Linked DNA regions of Sus scrofa: all the other regions are linked to region 2. Evidence: chromatin contacts called from public HiChIP or PLAC-seq data. All regions are on one chromosome and are shown on one strand. The core of a region is the stretch at or near the end of the contact, and the rest is flanking DNA. Distances in the headings are between cores, read along the strand shown.

The links. HiChIP or PLAC-seq counts read pairs in DNA pulled down with a chosen protein or histone mark.
Region 1: a contact with region 2 is called in an H3K27ac HiChIP or PLAC-seq map of alveolar macrophages. The contact joins the promoter of ARL14EPL here to the promoter of CCDC112 in region 2. A contact is called at or near these places in 1 of 47 Hi-C or Micro-C datasets (subcutaneous adipose tissue) and 1 of 2 datasets of contacts at active chromatin or transcription factors (alveolar macrophages).
Region 3: a contact with region 2 is called in an H3K27ac HiChIP or PLAC-seq map of alveolar macrophages. The contact joins the enhancer-like site here to the promoter of CCDC112 in region 2. A contact is called at or near these places in 1 of 5 promoter capture datasets (liver), 5 of 47 Hi-C or Micro-C datasets (alveolar macrophages, embryonic fibroblasts, heart right ventricle and 2 more) and 1 of 2 datasets of contacts at active chromatin or transcription factors (alveolar macrophages).

What each region holds. Positions count from the first base shown.
Region 1 is chr2:120,193,295-120,196,306 of Sscrofa11.1, forward strand. ARL14EPL (ARL14 effector protein-like) reads left to right here and starts at 1,629. Exons shown (of 4, transcript XM_013995047.2): 1 at 1,629-3,012. LVRN (aminopeptidase Q) reads left to right here. Exons shown (of 19, transcript XM_013995045.2): 19 at 1-434.
Region 2 is chr2:119,479,453-119,482,588 of Sscrofa11.1, forward strand. It overlaps CCDC112 (coiled-coil domain-containing protein 112), which reads right to left and starts at 1,353. Exons shown (of 12, transcript XM_021084645.1): 1 at 1,323-1,353. It overlaps LOC110259444 (a long non-coding RNA gene), which reads right to left. Exons shown (of 3, transcript XR_002341855.1): 3 at 1,356-1,390.
Region 3 is chr2:120,230,134-120,232,856 of Sscrofa11.1, forward strand. No RefSeq gene overlaps it. Among named protein-coding and RNA genes, the nearest start is that of COMMD10, 7.1 kb to the right of the region's middle. Within about 2 kb of position 1,473, at least 8 of the 83 cell types and tissues checked have an H3K27ac peak or open chromatin away from gene starts, as enhancers often do. A contact at or near this core is called in alveolar macrophages and retroperitoneal adipose tissue, where this site is marked.

The sequences.
Region 1 (3,012 bases), core at 379-2,878, 710 kb after region 2:
ACCATAGCAATTATGGGCTAATCTCCAGCACAAAGGGAAATGGTCAAATAAAGAGAAATGGGACTAAAAGATTAACCAGACAATAATCTTTCCAGCTTTACACTCAGGGGATTCTGTTTGAAATGTGGCTTCATTTGACCAAATTGAATCTGTGTGTCGTTTGGTCAACTTTAAACATTTTCATCAGTCAGAATATATGGAAGCAGCTTAGTTTTGTCACACCTGATGTAATCAGGACTGCTAAGGCAAATCATCTTACTCTAGACTTTGTGTGTATACCATTTAATTCTTGTTTTAATTTTGATTTTGTTTTTTAATTTTGAATTTGAATAGAATGGGGTAAAAGTACAGATCTCCTATCTACCTCAAAGTGATGTTATAAAGATTAAAGAATATGTCAATTAAAAGCCTTTAAATATGCTATATAGACTGAAGATAGTGTGATCTAAGGTGTTTTTTTTTTTTCCAATTTCTTGTGTAAGTTAATGCAGCCTCAAATTGAAATGCAAGACAAAGGTTCACTTTCTTATTCACTTCACAAGAAGATACTCCCGGAGTGGGAACAGGAGGCTATAGGACTTGGCCATGAGGACAAACCGAAGTACACTCTGCACAGACTTGACCATACATCATAGGTCAGAGAGTTTTTTCTTTAAATTTAGCAACTTAAAAGTTAAGCCATAAAATTGTTACACGTGTAACATCTTCCTAAATTTTCTTAAATATCAGCTTCATATTTCCTCTATTTTCTCCAATCTTATCTTTCAATAATCCTGTCATGTATCATCTCACTGCTTTCTCCTCCTCTTTTTCTCTCTTCCAACTATGAGTTTTGTGTCTTTGTTTTTGAAGTATAGTTGACCTACATACAATATGATGTGAGTTCCTGGTACACGGTATAGTGATTCATGATTTATATACATTTCAAAATGATAAGCATGATAGGTCGAGTTGTAATTTGTCACCATACAAAGCTATTCAGAACTATTGACTGTATTCCCCATACTGTACATTTCATACTTGTGGCCTTTATTTTGTAGCTGGAAGTTTGCACTTCTTAATCTCCCTCACCCACTATTCTCTTCCCCATAACCCCCTTCCCTCTGGCAACCACTTGTTTATTCTCTGTATCTATGACTGTGTTTCTATTTTGTTATGTTTGTTCATTTGTCTTATTTTTTGGATTCCACATATAAGTGAACTCATACATTATTTGTCTTTCTGTGACTGATTTCACTTAGCATAATACCCTCTAGGTCCATCTATCTTGTTGCAAAATGCAAAATTTAATTTTTTGTGGCTAGTATTCATTGTATTTGTATACACCACATATTTTTTATCTAATCATCCAATAATGGGCACTTAGGTGGCTTCCATATCTTGGCCATTGTAAATAATGCTGCAATAAACATAGGGATGCATATGTCTTTTCTAATTAGTGTTTTTATTTTCTTTGGATAAATACTCAAGAGTGGAATTACTCAACCATATGGTAGTTCTATTTTTAATTTTTTGAGTACTCTCCATCAAATTAAATATATTATGACACTTCCTTCTGGTCTGCAGAGTAACTGCTGAAAAGTCAGCTGATAGCCTTATGGGAGTTCCCTTGCTTGTAATGTGTTGCTTTTCTCTTGCTGCTTTTAATATTCTTTCTTTTTCTTTTCTTTTCTCTTTTTCTTTTTTTGGCTGTGTGCACAGTATGAGGAAGTTACTGGGCCACAACAGTGACAAGGCCAGATCCTTAACCCACTGTATCACCGGGGAACGCCTGCTATTATTTCTTTAGCTTTAATTTTTGTCTTTTTAATTACGGTGTGTCTTGGTGTGGTCCTCTTTGGGTTGACCTATTTGGAACCCCTTGTGCTTCCTGGACCTGTATATCTGTTTCCTTCTTTTAGCTGTTATATTTTCACATGTGTCCACTTCTCCTTTCTCTCTCTCTCTCCTTCTGGGACCCCTATAATGTGAATGTTGGTATGCTTGATGTTGTCCCAAAGATCTCTTAAACTGTCCTCATTTTTTAAAATGATTTTTTCTTTTGTTCTCTTCAGCTTGAGTGACTTCCACTACTCTGTGTTTGCTGAACCATTCCTTTGTACATCTAATCTATTGTTGATTCTTCCTAGTATTTTTTTTATTTCAGTTATTGTATTCCTCAGCTGTTTGCTTCTTCTCTACATTTTCTAACTCTTTGTTAAACTCCTCATTGTGTTCATCCATTCTTCTCCTGAGTGTTTGAGTATCATTATGATTATTACTTTCAACTCTTTGTCAGTTACATTGTGTATCTCCACTTCTTTTAGTTCTTCCTCTGGGGTTTTATCTTTTTCCTTCATTTGGAACATATTCCAAATACGAAGGCTCAGAAAACAGCCTAATTCAATGTTTTTATTTTTATGTATTTGGAATGTTGGTTATGTTTCCTGATCTTGAAGAAGTGGCTTTATGCAGTATATATCCTATGGGCCCCAGAAGCTCATTCACCTCTGGTCACCAGGGCTATATGCTCTAGATGCTCTCTATGTGGGCTGCCTGATCCTTCTGTTGTGGCAGGCTGACTACCCAGGCTGCAGTGGTAAGCATGGCTGGCCCCCAGTCTGGTTGGTTGTCAGGCCCTGCCTTGTATGGGGGTTTCTGGCCCTGGTGGGTTGGGGCTGGGTCTTGACATGGCTGGCTACATGGCCAGGGGAGTCCCAGTGTTGGTGACTGCTCACTGGTGGGCAAGGCTGGGCCATAAGGCTGCTAGCTTCCAAGCCCAGGGGGATCCTAGAGCTAGTACTGACCCACTGGTGGGTGGGTCCAGATCTCAGGGTGGCTGGCTGCTAAGTCAGTGTTCCTGGAGCCTGTTCAGCCTGCTGGTGGGTGGGGCTGTGGTTGCAGGGTCTGGGGTGTCCCAGAACTGGTGTCATTATGCTGTCAGGCAAGTCTGGGGCCCAAAATATCATGGAACGGTGCTAGCCTGCTGGTGGATAGGCCAGGTCTTGACACAGCTGGCTGTGGGACCTCAGT
Region 2 (3,136 bases), core at 103-2,602:
TGCCATGGCCATCTTAGTTTCATGGTTCAGCAAAGTATTGGCCTCTACCACCACAGGGGCCAGAACTTCTGCCTCCAAAGTTTCCTCCTTTCATGGGTCCAAAATTTGAAGATTGATTGTTGTAAGTGCCAAAATCATTGTCGCTTCCACCACCTCCAAAACTGCTTCCATCATTACCAAATCCATTATAGCCATCCCCACTGCCACCACATCCACCACCACCATGACTGCCACCAAGACATTGGTTTTTTCTTTAAAACTCTGTTCACATCTTTCCCCAGTGGGATTTGGCTTTTCTCTTTCCAGATTTTAAGAGCGCTTCATCAATTAGGCGATTATAATATAATTTAGTGATGTAAATTACAAATATTTCCTTCTAGGTTTTTAAATTGTTTAGTGGCATTTGCTTTGAAAAAGTTTTTTTGTTTTTATGTAGTCAAGTTTGTCAATGTTTTAGGACATTCTTTGATGCTTCTGGATTTGTAGTTATAATTGGAAAGGCTCAGTTTATAAAAAAACAAATCCTTGTTTTCTTGTGTAGTTTTACTTTTTACATTTAGATATTTGGATTATTTGGATTTCATTCTCATATCCAGCCTGAGCCATGGATTCAATTTTACTTTTTCCCAAATGGCTATCCAGTTATGCCAAAAACATTTATTAAAAATAGTACATTTTCACCAGTGATTTTAGGTGCCACTTTTCACATATAATTGCTCTACTTTGAATTTCTTATTCTATTCTATAATTCTCTATATCTAGTTATGTATCCGTGAACATACTTCTTTATTTATAAGGGCTTTATAAAATGTTTTAACAACTTACAGAGCTAGTTCCTCTCTTCTTTTTGGGGTTTTCTTACCTTTCTTTGCTTGTTCATTTCCCAAAATAACTTTAGAATCAAGAGTCTATTTTAGGAGAAAAAAATCTCAATATTTTTAATGGAATCACATTATACATATATATATTTTTTTACTAACTTGAGAAGAATTAACATATGTGTGATGTAGAGTTGTCCAATTCATGAACAAGGTATGCTTTTACATTTTTTCAAGTCTACTTTTGCATCTTTCAAGAGTAAATATTTTAAGTTTATTCCTAAGTTTTAAAAATCTTTTTTATTACAACTACAGCTGTGATTTCCCTTTCCTCAATATCACCTAGTTGGTTACTCTTTGGGTATACAAAAGACTACTGATTTTTATTTAATTTTTTTTACATTGCTACTTAATCAAGTCTCTTAATTTTAGTTTTTAGAATGATTCTTTTAGGGTTTCCTTTTACATTGTTACATTATCTATTGCAAACAGAGATCATGTTACCTCTTTCTTTCCAATTCTCAAACTTATTCCAGACAGGAAGAAGGAAGAAAGCTGTCAACTGGGTTCCCCTGAAATCAGATCATAAAATTAAGATGCAGAAGGGCCAAATGTTTTGTTTTAATAATTATGCAGCGATTTTTACTACAAATTGAACAATTGTGAAACAGTTATGATTCATCCCAAAGTCAGAGAATAATATACTCAAAATGTATAGAACTGCCCCAGAGAGTTAGGCAAAATCAAATATATTCTTATGCCTAGGCACTGGATTCTTTTTACATAAGGCTTAATTATTAACAAAATATCTGTATTACTCTCCTAAACACTCTAAGTAAGTGTATAATTTTATAGTTCACCTACGGAATCCACTAGTATAAAGTGACAGAGCTGGAATAAAGTTGGTTCATATTGACTTCTGAAATCAGAATAAAAGGTAACCAATATTGCTTACATAAGGAGAGATAATTTCCTCTACGGTTTTCACGTTAAAAAAAAAAAAAAGTTAAGAGTTCCCTTGTGGTGCAGAAGGTTAAGGATCTTGTGTTGTCACTGCTATGGCTTTGTTGCTGCTGTAGTGCAGGTTTGATCTCTGACCTGGGAATGTCCACATGCCATGGGTACAGCCAAAAAAAAAAAAAAAAAAAAAATTTGAACTCCTTTTGGCTGACCTTGAAATTACTGCTCTCATACAAAATATTCACTTGTTTAAACTTAACTATATTATTCCTGGAAACTAAAAAGAGAAAGTGATTTAAAGAGTTCCCAGCCTTTCTGCCTGTACTTTGCAGTCCTTCAGAAATATTAATGTTCCCTAACCAGGTAGTCTCCAACAGACTGTCATTTGCCAGAGGATGGGCCCCAAATATCTGTTGTTGAACAATAACAACAGCCAGAGAAACAACAGTCAATCTGCCTCAAAAGTAGCTGTTAAAGACAATTTAAAGGTAGGTTTGTATAAAAAGGAAAAAAATGTGAATATTTATTTTAAAAATAATAATCCTTACTTTTTATGGCCTACTGTGTGCTAAACACTCTTCTCAACACACATAACTATGCTTTGGTGTAAATAAATCAATTTTAAGCATCTTAGTTAATACACTTTCTAAGATAATATAGCTAGAACATGGCACAGCCAAGCATCAAGCCTGGATCTGACTTTATAGTCAATATTTATTTTCCCAATGCCTAAAAACATCAGAGCTTATTTTTCTTGTTTTGAAAAATAATTTTTTCCCAGAGGCTAGTAGAAAATAAAGAAGATAATCACTTGTGTTCGAATGGATGTTGACGATTCTTTTGCGGGTAGTCCCAGGGTTTTATTTTTCAGATTTGCCTCAGGGAAATGAAAAATCTTCAGTATGGTTGACAGTTTTACGACTATACCACTTGGCCCCAGTAGAGCATTTCTGCTTGAAAATTCAAACCAATGTGATGAACATGAACTTATCATTTAAAAAATTGATTTCAGAAAGAGGCATCATAGGCTCATTCTTCTACAGCTAGATAGAAAATTAAACTCATAAATCACCTATATATGCCCTTGGATTTACTGCAAAATTTTAAGAACTTCTAGCTCATAGGAACAAAATAACTTTTCAATTGAGTGTTTTACTTTTGCTTGAGAATTTTAAATCAAAACAGGTCTCTCTATATAAATGTGGAAGGTAAGAAACTGTACATCATGAAAATATAAAGAAAATATTAACAAATGGTTAGGACTTCTGTGATGTTTGAGATTTTTTGCAATTATCTATTAATTTGAGCAGCTATACTGACTACCTCCAGCCTTTTTTTTTTATGTGAGAAAACAACTA
Region 3 (2,723 bases), core at 223-2,722, 750 kb after region 2:
TTAAGGCAGGGGTCACAAACTCAAGTGCCTCTCGGATCAGTGACAATATGATTTGTGAAACAAACTATAGATTTTAAGTTGGTAGTATTTTTTCAAAATAAAAATATCTCTGGTCACATTGCCTATGTCATCACTGAGTAGGTCAAAGAAATAAGGAAGCAAAGTATTTCCATAGTCCATTAGGCGTATTCAGACTACAGCTCTCTAGATTATTACCCTTGCAGAGATGAAAAAAAGATTAAGTTATGACCAATTTATTTTTTAAGTGATGTATTTCATTTAAGATAGCATTTATTGATAATCTGCCATTAAAGATTAAGAAATTAGTACTAATTTGTTCAGTTATCTTTGCACATTTTAAATTAGTTCTCTTAGCTATATATTAAATTTACATTTCAAACATTAAAATATTATATTTAATTTCTTAAATATAATTCCCATCTTAACTAAATCTTAATTCTAAATGGATTTAATGTTCACTACATGCCATAGCACTATTCCTGTGTACTTTATTATCTCATGGTTGGCTTCTTTTTGTTTTATTTTTATTTATTTTTTGCTTTTTAGGGCTCTACTTGTGGCATATGGAAGTCCCAGGTTAGGGGTCAAATTGGAGCCGTAGCTGCTGGCCTGCACCACAGCCACAGCAACGTGGGATCCGAGCCTCATCTGCCACCTACACCACAGCTCGTGGCAACTCTGGATCCTTAACCCCCTGAGCAAGGCCAGGAATCAAACCTGAATTCTGATGGATCCTAATTGGGTTCCTTACCACTGAGCCACAATGGGAACTCCCTTTTGGCTTGTTTTTAAACTATCACTTTTCCCAAAAAGAACTCATAAAAGGTGTAAATACAATCATATTTGAGACTGTCTGACTTCTGCTTTAATAATTGAATAACATCATAGCTGGACATAATGTACTTTTCTCAAAACTTTGTAGATTTGCTGGGAGAAGTCTGAGACTGGTTGATTTCTTTCCTCTTGTAAATGACTTACTTTTTCACCTGGATGCCTGAAGGATTTTTTTTTTTTTTAATCCTTGGAATTTGGTAATTTTGTTCCCACATCATCATTCTAGATTAGATTCTTTCAGAAAACAATTTGCTCTTTCATCAAACCCCAGACTCAGGTTTTCCATCACTCTAGGGAAACTGCCTTCCAGTGTCTATTTGTCGTGATTGTCTCTTGGAGGGGAAAGGGACTCCTGAGTCTAAATTTGGTTGCTGTTAAAACTGATGGTGCAACACATGCCCCAAGAAGGTATGACAAGTTTTATTACATCATGTGGCTTTCTGGGGAGAGCAGTAGAAACTCCTGACAGGTCCAAAAGCAGCTGGAGAGGGCGACTGGCTTTATGATGATTAGGGAGTGGGGCCTCACTGAGGGTTCCCCACACAGTTGTGGAAGTTTGTGTGGTTTGTGTGGGTTTGAACGTTCTCCCAGCGCCAAAGGAGGGAGCAACGGAGCTTCCTGTCACTGTGCCCAGATGTGGGTCAGAAGGGAAGAGGGAGTGATGGGGGCTGGGAAGCTGTCAGCACTCACGTCAAAAACGGAGTCAGGCTCTATTACAGTAATTGAGTGTGTTTTTGTGTCTCTGTTCAGTTCTTGGCTTGAAGACACAATTATCTTCATATTGGCTTTTCTTTGTTCGCAGTATCTCCTTTGTGTTTGTCTCTTTCCTGGCATTTGCTGTGAATGGTCCTTCTTTTCTGTCAATAATTCAATTTGTAATTGTGCCTCGTCTCTTCCTTTCATTTTGTTATTTCTTTATCAGTTAGGAAATGGTGTGCTTTTAGTCCACAATTTCTTTTTTTTTTTCTTTCTTTCATTCACAATGCCTTTCATTGGCTAGTTTTGTTGTTTCATCAAGTGTTATTTTAGTTCTTGTGCCACTGAATTTCTTTTCACAGTAACTTCTACCCTGAGCGTTCGCATGGCATTTTTCTTTTGTCTCTGAGGTTACATTTTATTCCAGATTGAACTTTTCATCTATTTCTTGTATGCTGTGTACCTCTCTTTCCTGTATTTTTCGGCATGATGATTGCATAGTTATGCCCTGTCTTCTCACCCTCCTTGGGTTGAATGTGGACAGCTCTGGCCAGACCTCTGCTTCCTCTGATGTAATAATGCCAGTCTCCTTAGTTCCTTCGCCTGTTACCCTGAGATCTGTTTTTCCATCTAAAGGGCTCAGAGGTGCATTTGCTCTACATTTTTTTTTTTTTAAACAAAAGCTTAACGGGAACTGGGGCTGAGGGGGACTCTTGTTGTGGATTTAATTTTCATTTTCTCATCTCTGAGGTTTAGTTCCCTATCCTATATCAGGATTCACTCTACCTGGTAGGGGCGTGTGCAGCCCGTGAGGGCAGATACCCCTTCATTAGCTGTGGTGCCCCAGAGCTTCTGCTTCCTCTGAAGTCAGACCTGGTTGTTCACGTCCTCATTTCACTCTTTCACTTCCACCTGGTATGAGGGAAGGGTTGGGATGCCTGTGGGTTTCAGCCGGTGTCACCAGTGAGGTGGGGGGTGGGCAGAGGAAAGGCTTTTTTCACTGGGCTCCAGTGTAACCTTTTCCACTGGCTATTCTCAGCAGGATATCTTTTCTTCTTATCTTATCTTCAGATTTCCAGCTTGACATTCATCATCTGGGATATTAGATATAGTTTTGTTTTATTCTGCCTCATTGCTCTACTTTTTCCCTCCCTAAGAGACACCAGAAGCCT